2 separate regions of the Bos taurus genome follow, and region 2 is linked to region 1. Evidence: chromatin contacts called from public Hi-C data. All regions are on one chromosome and are shown on one strand. Each heading gives the region's core, a stretch centred on a gene start, on an enhancer-like site or on the middle of the called end of the contact. The rest is flanking DNA. Distances are from core to core; before and after follow the strand shown.

The links. A called contact is a pair of places that touch in the nucleus more often than the background predicts.
Region 2: a contact with region 1 is called in a Hi-C map of an unstated tissue, with 1.6 times the contacts expected there. The contact joins two enhancer-like sites.

The regions. Positions count from the first base shown.
Region 1 is chr1:127,563,434-127,569,018 of ARS-UCD2.0, forward strand. The region is part of intron 2 of ZBTB38 (zinc finger and BTB domain containing 38); the gene reads right to left. Among named protein-coding and RNA genes, the nearest start is that of ZBTB38, 43 kb to the right of the region's middle. Within about 2 kb of position 2,753, at least 30 of the 102 cell types and tissues checked have an H3K27ac peak or open chromatin away from gene starts, as enhancers often do.
Region 2 is chr1:127,616,666-127,622,250 of ARS-UCD2.0, forward strand. No RefSeq gene overlaps it. Among named protein-coding and RNA genes, the nearest start is that of ZBTB38, 9.8 kb to the left of the region's middle. Within about 2 kb of position 2,321, at least 25 of the 102 cell types and tissues checked have an H3K27ac peak or open chromatin away from gene starts, as enhancers often do.

The sequences.
Region 1 (5,585 bases), core at 1,503-4,002:
TGGGCTCCCTGATGCACAAAAGTGGTCTATCCTCTAACAAGGAATTCCCCTGCTTGGCAAAAGGGTTTGCATGGCCAAAGGGTCAATGGCGAGTGGTGGGGGTGTGTGAGTAAGGAGTCCGGTACTTGGCTGAAGTTAAAGTTGCAGCCAGGGGACAAAGCCTTCAGGATCAGATTCCCAGCGTGGTCAAAACCACCCCATCATACAAGCCTACAGTGTAATGTGAAAGGCACACCTCTCCATAGCCTCCACCCAGAGACTGTCCCAAAGAGACTGTGTGGAGGTACACAACCAAAAAGAAACCAAGTTTCCGTATCTGCTGGGGAAACGACAATAGTTATCATGGTGATGATGATGGTGCCAATGACGATAAAAGCTAATATTTACTGAGCACTTTCTACGTGCCAGGCCCTGTGCTGAGTGTTTGCAGACATTATGACTCACTTAGCACCAAGAGAGCTGATGAAAAGGAGAGTGATTAAAAGATGTTTAGAAAAAAGGGAAGGCATTATAAATTCCAGGATGTTCGGAAGGTCAATAGAGTGTCAACAGAGAAAGGGAGGACAATTCTCACATTGTCCCAGCCTAGGATGAGTTAGGAAGTAGCTAACTGCCTAATATTTCAGAAAGCATTCTTGGGCCAAGGAGGTCAATATCACAGACCAGGTTTAATCAAAATATGCCCGCTGTCCCGTTTTCACCCCATTGCCCAAGAGCATCCAGATCAGCCTTGGCATTTAGCTGCCTTGGGAGTGACGTGGCCAGATAAGATGGGGCTTCCTTTGGTGGGCTCTTCCTGTTGCATCCTGAAATGGGCACTCTGAGCACAGAGCAGCTTAATCAAGGCTGCTTTGTCTGATGCCCCTCCAGATATCCTTGGACACAAAAGCTGTGTTCTCCTGACGAATCACTGCCCATATGAGATGGACACACTTCACAGCCAAAGTAGCTCCTTTCTTTGCTGTGACATGGAGAAGGCTCGATGGCCACGAATTTTTCTTGGGCTGGGCCTTGGAGAGCTCCAAGCCCAACGCTCTGCAGGAAAAGGCTGGGCAGGTTGCCACTGAGGAAATCCAGCCTGGTGGATTGAGTCAGATGGCGAAGCTCTACAGCTGCCGAGCAGAGCAGCAGTCCAGAGGCTGAGTAGGCCTGCGGACCTGGCTCATTCAGCCCTACGGTATTTTAGAAGTTTTCATGTCCTCCAGTTTGCCATGATCTAACCTTTCTATCTTCTTAAATCCAGCCTACATTGAACATTCATATCACCTTCCTGTCCCTGTATATATCAGCATTTTAGACCCTAATCTACAATGACATAGAGATAGATCACTTAGGCCTTAAAGTACCGGTGATTCCTACAGTGATTCACAGGCCTCCTAAAATTTAAATGGTGAGATACCAGTATTCAAGCTTTCAAAATTACAGAAGTACTCCATTTTAATGAAGAAGAGGGGGTCAGAAGCCCTAACATGGAATATCTTTGGGTCACATAATATTCCTTCACATTCCCTCCAGTCTGTTCACTCCCATGTGGAAAATTTCCTACTGTATGAGTCCTGGGAGACAAAAAGGGTAGATATCAAATTCTCCACTTTGATTCAAACTGTTTTATTTTTAAATTTTTATTTGTTCATTTTTGGTTGTACTGCAAAGCTTGCAGGCTCTTAGTTCCCTGACCAGGGATTGAACCTTGGTTCCAGCAGTGAAAGCACGGAATAATAACCACTGGACCACCAGGGCATTCCCTAAAGTCATTTTAATGATACGGTCTGCTCAAACTCTGAGAAAGGGATGATAACTCCTCATCAGACCTCCACACAATCAGACTCACACTCTCAGAGGCATCCATTTTTAGAGAGGGTTCCAGGGGCTTCCCTGGAGGTCCAGTGGCTAAGACACCGCTTCCACTGCACGGGGTGCAGGTTTGATCCTCTGTTGGGAAACGAAGATCCTGCATCCCATGCAGCATGGCCAAAAAAATTTTTTTAACTAAAAAAATAAATCTAGGAAAAGAGGTTTCCATATTCATCATTAGCAGGTGATGTAACAAGGGAAGCAGTAACTACAGAGGATGCACAGCTCCTTACCGGATAAGGGCATTTTGAATTGGTATCATGCTCCTTCACTGCATTACCTAGACAATAACAATTCTAGAAACTAGATCACAGAAGCACAGCCTGGATGTCAAGCAAAAGGGTCAACACAATAAAGCCTAAACCAGCAAGATCACAAGTGTCCTTGGGGAATCTCAGAGAAGTTCTCAGTGGAACAACAGAGATCTCTTCAAGGAAGCAACCGTACCTGGTCTAGAGACTTTGGGGGTGCTGGCGCAGAGCAAATCCCTTGGTCTGGAGACCAAGCTAAGCATTTGTCATACTGTGGGCGGGGGGCAGGGGCAGGTGGGAACCTCCTGGAGAACAGCTCCTGATGCTCTTGCCCCACTCTGCCATACTTCCTCTCCACCGTCAACAGACAAACCTGTGTTCCCAGCAGATCCTCACCTGGATCCATCCAAAATGCCAATGTACGGAGATGATTTTTACGGCCCTGGGCTGTCAGCTATTTATTTGAGTCCACGTAGATACTTTCCTTGCACACACATTCCTTCTCTTTTGTTTTCCACAATCTCTCCCCCCAGTGTTTTCCATCATTTCTCTCCACCTCCCGTTTTCCCAGTTTGAAGCCACCACTGGCAATACCGCAATCTCTGGAAAGAGGCCAGGCATGACACACACTTTGTGGAACTGTCACCTCGCCCTGCGGTTCAGGAGGTGCGGGAGACTGGAGGGACCGTCCAACAAGCCCACCAGCTGGGCTGACACATGACCAGAGGCCCAGAAACTTTTCTGTACTGCAGAAATGTTACCAAAACTCTGGCCAGACACACACATGGATGCACAATGGTTCAGACAAAAGAAACCGACTGGGAAAAACTGTGGGGCGGGGGGAGGGCAGAGTATTAAAGGAACTAAATTCCTGTTTGCTTCTGCCAAGTTTACCCACAAAATAAATCTGATCAAAACTGAATGAAGGTTTCTGGCAGTAGGTATCCAAACAGTTCCCCCTGCTCACCTGTTTTAGAATGAAATGATCAGGGGGCGAAGGGACACAGGGAACAATTACGTCAATAAATATGTTGCCTGAATTAAAAAAAAAAAAAAAGTAAAATTCCCCAGACAAACCTTAACTCAGTGTAGATATTAGCCCACAATAGACTGTTTAGAAAAATTATGCTTTAAATACACTGATTAAGAAAAAAAAAATCTAAAAATAGGCTGTTCTGTAGAACAGCTCGAGTCTCTGCCTGTGCTTTCATTTTAGAAAACAAATGCTCATGGACTCCTCGGGGGAGGGGTTTAGCACAGGGATTCAAACTCACAGAAAATGGCCACCGGGTTTCAGAAACCTGAACGCAACTACCAGGGGCACTCAGGGGACCTTCTGGAAACACAGGGCACTTACCTTTCACAACAGTCAGTGCTAGAGACAGATATAACCTGGTTTGTTTTGCCCCGCCAGCGACATAAATCATGGCCTCCAAAGTGTTTGTTTGCTGAACGCCACAATGACTAATCACCCGACTTTTATTTTTCTCCCTGAGCCAGAGAACCTCATGTGGGGGGCGGGGAACAGGTCATTTTTAGTGTAAGGGAGCTGCTAGGATTGGAGGTAAGATTCCCGTTTAAGCTTCATACATGAAAAAGAGAAGTTAAGGACCTCGAAAAGTATTTCCTAAAATAGGGACGCGCAGTCTTCTTATCAGACATGCCAATCATTCAATAGAAAAGAAAGTCTTAAAATAGATCATTCAAACATGGTACAAAGCTCTTGAGTGATTTCCTGAAACTTGTCAAAAAACAAAAATGAATATTCAGACTTAAATAAACAACCAAACAAGGTCAGAACTCACTTCACAGTGTATATTCATTTACAGGGAAAAAACAAAATGTTCTCCCAGGTAATTTACAATGCTTCTGTGCAAAAAAAGTCAACTTGCAGGGCAGAGTGGCTAAAGCAAACTCCAGAATTGCTAGACCTTGACAGGAAAAAATCTTAAAGGTCAGGCTTTTTTTTTTCAAACCCGATTTAGCACAGCACCCGGGGTGGGCCAGTTCTCTAATGTCTGAGTAAAACCCCATTTGGGGCTTCATTTCACTGCCACGTCATCGCTTTTTCCGTCTATCCCTGTGCCTTCGGCTTCCTCAAAGTGGTCCTCCCACCCCTTCCCGTTTTAAAGCAAAGATGGAACATGCATTAGTCTGAGGGAAAGGGTGGAACAGGCAACAGAAGGAAATTTGCAGCAGGGACCCGAGATGCAGTGAGACTGGCCATGGCCTCCCCTACGAGTATCAAGGACCACCCGAGACCTTGGCACACCTGCTCTCCGAGTTTGGGTCAAGGACTATAGGACCAGAATAGACAGTCTACACAGGGACAGACCAGAATGCTGAGTAGATTCTGAGACCAAAAAACTCTTCCCTTTGGTCTAGAAGTGAATTGGCGTTCCATTAGAGCTAATCAGAAATGGCCATGCCTGCGTGAAAATGCTTATGTGTTTGGGGAGATGGATTCTGAATGCCGCTGTCTTCTGCCTGGCGAGATAATAAATTCAGCTCTGTTTTTACTGAATCGCTGGTCTTATTATCTAGTGATCATCAACTCTGCAAATAATCACAAGTGTCCTAACACACAAACAAGAAAAATAACACAAACAGAACGGGACCTAGAAACAATATCCCATGCACAAAGCAGGAAGTGGCAGCTTGTATCTATCTCACCTGGCACAAAGCCAGCCTTCAGGGGGTGGCCGAAAGACCCCCAGGATGCTCTTTTAGCACTTGAACAGCCACTGGATTCCTCAGGACCACAGGGCAACGAGGACCACGTGCACAGGTGTGACCAGCAACATGGGCTGTGCGAGCTGGGTCTTCCTCTTTATACTCCTTGAGAAAATGCTTCGTTCCTCTCAAAACTAAATTATTGGAGACCTTAGAAATTTTCACTTAAATAAAAGAGGAAAAAATGCTTTAAAAAATAGGAGACAGCCTTCTGCCTCTCTTAGCTTAAAAGGAAAATTTTCTTGACTCTCTTAATTGACAAGAATCCAAGAGCTTCGATGGAACAGGAAGTTTGCATTGTGGTGTCTTTCTGGTGACGTTTGTGAGAAGCCTAGCAGGCATGGCGGGCTGCTCTCGTCAACAGAACAGTTGGAGAGAGCCAGTGCTTCCTTGGGCTTGGCTTGCTGACTGCCCATTCCTGCTCTCCTGATAATCCACCTTACGACAGGACCTACCCGTTTCTGTAGCAAACTGAAACAGGCAAGGGACACTAGCTTCTGTTCCCCGTCTGCCACAAGTGGTGTGACCCTGAGCAAATACTATGACTTCCCTGCACTTCCGTTCCCTTATCTGGAATGTGAAGAGGCTGGGCTAGTTTATTTCCTCAGGTTCTTTCCAGCCATAAAGTTTCAAACCATGATTCCTTACCTCCTATTTTGTCACCTGTTGACTGATTCCCCAGCCAGTAGAAAAAAATCCTCATTTCCTCCAAAGCAGAGCATCTCTCCCACCCTTAAACCCATGCAC
Region 2 (5,585 bases), core at 1,071-3,570, 53 kb after region 1:
CTAAAACTGATCTAAAATTCTAAAAAGTTATTTTAAAAAATAGTCTATTCTTTCCCCCATTGAATTTTCCTGACTGTTTTGTCAAAAATCAACTGACCGTAAGTATTAGTTTATTCCTGGACCCTTCATTCTAGTCCATGGATCGAGATGTGAGTTCTTACACGAGCAGCACACTGTTTTATTTACTGTAGCTTCATAAAAAGTTTGGAAATTAGTAAGTGTGAGTCTACAACTTTGTTCTTTTTCATGATGATTTTGGCTATTCTGAATCTTTGGCATGTCCATATGATTTTCAGGATTATCTTCTCAATTTCTGCCAAATATCCAGCTGGGATTTTGATGGAGATTGTATATTCCACCTATAGATCAATTTTGGGAGTATTTGTCCACATTTATTAGCTGCATGCCTTTAAGTTTACTTAGCCTATATCAGCCTCCTTTTCTAATCCAAAAAAAAAAGAAAAAAAATCTCGTGTGTGTAACGAAGATTAAAAGAGATAATGCTTATGCAACCCCACTGAAACCATGACCTACCTGGGCCAGTCTCAGGATGATGTTAAAGTCTGAGATATCCAGCCTAGTCACCACAAAGAAATTCAGATTAATTTATATTCAATACTTGCATTTCTCTAACAGCAACAGATCCCCCTGAAATTCTTCTTAATATCCTTTTTCTCCTTGTATCCAAGCCCCTTACACCCCGCAGCTTCAGCGTCCCCTTCTTTCTCCCAAGCTCTGTACAAAGCTTTTTCTCCAGCCCTAACCAACATTCTTCCAGTCTGTCTACTTCTGTCCAGTTCTCCTTCTGATGGGGCTGGAAAAGAAACTGGACAGGCAAAGCCAGAACTCTTTTTAGTGAGTGGGAAGAAAGGAAAATCAGTGAGCACTAAGCTTAATTTATGTCCCATCATTCATATGAAGTGCTTGGTGCAATGTCTAATGTATAAGAAGGGCTTAATACATGTAGAGCTTTTACTTTTTGTTGTGGTGGAGGTTACATCATGCCCATCCATACTTTACGATGATGGTGCAGGATTTCAATCAGGACCTCTGAGAATCCAGCCTGGACTCTATGGACCAGCGGCCCATCCTCACTCATGGAGGTGAATTTGAAATTGTTGCTCATTTTTTCTTCCTCCTCAAAAGAATCAGCCCCTAGGAAAATGTATAAAGTTCACGTCTGAGGCTCCCTGAGTCATGTGTGGGAGTCATATCTCTGTTTCCTCCCTCCCCTAGCACCAGGGCCCTATGCTTCCTCCCCTCCTCCCATGAAAACTTCTGGTACAATATGTCTAAAACTGAAAGTCAGGACTCATTATCTACTGCGTCACAACTAGCATCGGTTTCAAGTGACAGAATGAAAGAAAACAGCAAATTTCCAAGTGTATCACACATCAGAATTTTGTTTCAGTTTTATAATGTGTGTGAATTCGGTCACTCTGTGAAATGTATTTCTTATTGTGGTTCAGGGTTTTTTAAAAGTTTAAAACAGTATTGGAGTAAGATCTTTCACTTTCGTGAAGGTATTTTTTATCTCCTAAGAGCATAAAGTAACACCGTTCCAAGTAGCCTGTCCATTTTGATGGGGATTGAAACCTTATGTTTCATCAGCAGTAAAGGATTTGTAATTTATAACACTTTGGTGGAGGAATATCTTCAGTAACCTGTGTTGATCTGCCCTCACCTGGCTCCCTCCCTGCAACCACCTCCCCAGCAGGCTACCTCTTAGCCATCACCTCTTCTCACTCCCACAGTATGGGCAAATCCACACCCTGAACTTGCATGGGGGTTTCTATTTTCAAAACTCTTTCACTTACTCCATCTCATTTGATTCTCACAACTATCCCATGAAGTTGGCAGGTCGGAGCCAATCCATACTTGACCTTAGTATGGAACCCTAAGCAAGTAACTTCTCAGTCTATCTCCTCAGCTTTCTTACATATAACCAGAAAGGTTAAGAGACTTGGCCAACATCACACAGCCTGGAAGTGGCAGGACCAGGAAGAGAACTAGATCTTTCACCTCTTAGTCTCCTTGTCCCATAGACTCTCCTCACCGAGACACATAATTTCTTTTTAGTGATGTTGATTCATCTAACTGCCTTACAAACAGCGTGGAAAAAGCGAAGAACATTTTGCACTCTTCCACCATATCTAACAACACGACTTTTACGGCACAAAGCACAAGACAAATAGTTCTTCATGCCTCGTGGTTAAGGGTTATCACTCTCGACATCAAAGGCTATTTATTAAAGACTGGGGCGTTGGGAACGGAGACAGCAAAGTCCACCGAGGGGAAAACAAATTTTCCTGTGTGCTCTGTTTTGTCCTTTGTATTGCAGAGTGCTCCCTCTAGTGGCGCTGGAGAAAACAGCTTCTGGAAAGCATATTTATAGATTCCACTTTGTTGTGATTAGAGAAGGCTGGGGCTTAGTGGGAGCGTGGACAGCACCTGTTTCAAGGTCTCTCTTCAGTGATGAGAAATTGAGGACTAGAGCAGTGGTTCTCAACTGGGGCGATTCCGCCCCCAGGAAACATTCGGCAGCGTCTGTAGACATTTTTGGCTGTTTTTTGTTTGGGGTTAGGGGGATGCTACTGTCATGGATATGTAGAAGCCAGGGATGTTGCTAAAAATCCTGTAATACACAGGACAGCTCCCCACCTCCCCCAACAAAGAATTATCCAGTCCCAAAGAATTATCCAACAAAGAATTATCCAGTCCCTCAGTAGTGCTGAGGTGGATCAGAGATATGGTGTGACCCTCCCGAGAAGGGTCCCCCACCATCGCTTTATTAAGATATAATTGACACATAAACAAAGACTTGCAGCTTATTCCCAGTTTTCAGCAGCTCAGACTAATGGCTCTCTTTCATTTCTTTTAAGGTATTTTAAAATTAGAATAGAGAAAAATACGAGAGCAATACATGCTTATGCTGCTAAGTCACTTTAGTCGTGTCCGACTCTGTGCGACTCCATAGATGGCAGTCCACCAGGTTCCCTGTCCCTGGGATTCTCCAGGCAAGAACACTGGAGTGGGTTGCCATTTCCTTCTTCAATGCAGGAAAGTGAAAAGGGAAAGTGAAGTCGCTCAGTCGTGTCCAACCCTCAGCAACCCCACGGACTGCAGCCTTCCAGGCTCCTCCGTCCATAGGGTTTTCCAGGCAAGAGTACTGGAGTGGGGTGCCATTGCCTTCTCCATACACGCTTATAATTAAAAGCAAAGTAATAAAATACTTTCACATAATCAGTGTTAACATCCTTGGTGGTTTATTAGGAGGGACTATATTAAAATGCCAACTTCAGATCACTTCTGACTTAAAATGGCAATGTCCTATGGTAATACTTAATATTCATCTGCTTCTCCATGTGCTCATCAAGACAAGCCTCAATCCACATATAGAGGATTCTTTTAAATTTGCTTGTTGTATACAAAAGCTGGGTTGCTTCACAACTTGCTTTTGTAATTTAGTAAATTCTGAATCTCTCTTCAGATCAAAAATAAGGATCTCCTGGAGACTTCCCTGGTTATCCAATCGTTAAGACTCCTCTTTTCCACTGCAGGGGGCACAGGTTCAATCCCTGGTTGGGGAACTAAGATGCTGTATGCCACGTGGCACACCACAAAAATAAATAAATGGAAATAATCTGTTTATAATATATTATTATATATGTCATATTATATGTATTATAATAATCTCCTGTTTGTTTCCAGAAGTTGGGGATGCTGAGTACCACGGACTGCAAGAAACTTGAAGTGAAGTGAAGTGAAAGTTGCTTAGTCGTGTCTGACTCTTTGCAACCCCATGGACTATACAGTCCATGGAATTCTCCAGGCCAGAATACTGGAGTGGGTAGCCTTTTCCTTCTCCAGGGGATCTTCCCAACCCAGGGATCGAACCCAGGTCTCCTGCATTGCAAGCTGATTCTTTACCGGCTGAGCCACAAAAGAAGCCCAAGAATACTGAAGTGGGTAGCCTATTCCTTCTCCATTGGGTCTTCCCGACCCAGGAATTGAACCAGGATCTCCTGCACTGAAGGCTGATTCTTTACCAATGGGGCTATCAGAGAAATCCCATTCAAGAAATTTAGATGGCCTATAATAGAGGATGAGATGGTTGGATGGCATCACTGATGCAATGGAAATGAACTTGGGCAAACTCCAAGAGATGATGGTAAGGGACAGGGAGGCCTGGCATCCTGCAGTCCATGGAGTCACAAAGAGTTGGGGATTCTACTGGGCTACTGAACAACAACAAAAAAGATGATACTGCCTCACATGGTAGGGCTTTAATATCTCTCTGATGGTAGCAAGTTCACTCTTGTAGAGAGTTTGGCTCAGGATTGGGATCTTCTGTAACATGCTATCTAACTAGAAATAAATAACGTCCTTTTGCTATTGTATTAATTATTACAGATACTTTCTAGGTATAGCAGATAATACTGGTTTTCAACTGATTGTGGGGCTATAAACCTTTGTTTCCTAGCAAATTCCAAAATGTACTGGCCAATTTTATGTGCCAACTTGACTGGATCACAGGGTGCCCAGATACCTGGCTAAACAATATTTCTGAGTGTGTCTGTGAGTATGTTTTTAGACGAGATTAGCGTTTCAGTTGGTAGACTGAGTAAAGTAGATGGACTTCCCTGATGTGGTTCCTGGGCGGTGTGATTGAGTGTCAGACAATCAGTTGAGGGCGTGACTACTACATAAAGGCAGAGACGGAGAATCTGGCCTCTTTCTGTCTTCTTGCTCGAGTTGGGCCATCAACGTTCTCCTGCCCTTTGACTGAGATGTACATCAGGGGCTGTCCTGGTTCTCAGGACTATGCCACTGGCTTTCCTGGGGCTACACCTTGCAGATGGTGTAGGGGACTTCTAGGCCCCTATAATTGTGTGACCAATTCCTTATAATAAATCCTGTCTCTCTCTGTGTCTTTCTGTCTCTCTGTCTATATATGGGTACATATACGTGTGTGTATCTATGTATATATATACCCATATGTGTGTGTGTGTGTCTATATATATATATGAGATAATATATCTCCTATTAGTTCTATTTTTCTGGAGAACTCTGAAGCCAACTCAAATAAGATTGTTTTAATGAGGGACCTCTCTGGTGGTCCGCTGGAATCCACCTTGCAATGCAGAGGGCTTGGATTCAGTCCCTGGCAGGGGAACTAAAATCCCACATACCATGGAGGAACTAAGCCCATGCATGGCAACCAAGTCTGTGAACTACAAAGAAAGATCAGCGTGATGCAATGAGAGTGCCACAACTAAGATACCACGCAGCCAAATAAATAAATATTTTTAAAAAGAATGTTTTAATGGTATAAGGTAGATTCAAGTTTGGGAAAGAGTAATCTAACTCATTCTTGGTATGGCAAATCATATGCTGCTCAGTCATTCTGGTAGACAGAGCTTTTGCCCCAGGTATTTTTGTTTGTTTGGCCACTAGAGCAATGCTGCAATAAATATTCTTCCATTTATACTGTCATACTTTTACTCCTGTGGAATAGGTTGTCCAAATGAGATTGTTGACTCAAATGTTTTGTGTGTATTTTTAAGTTTAATAGATATTTACAT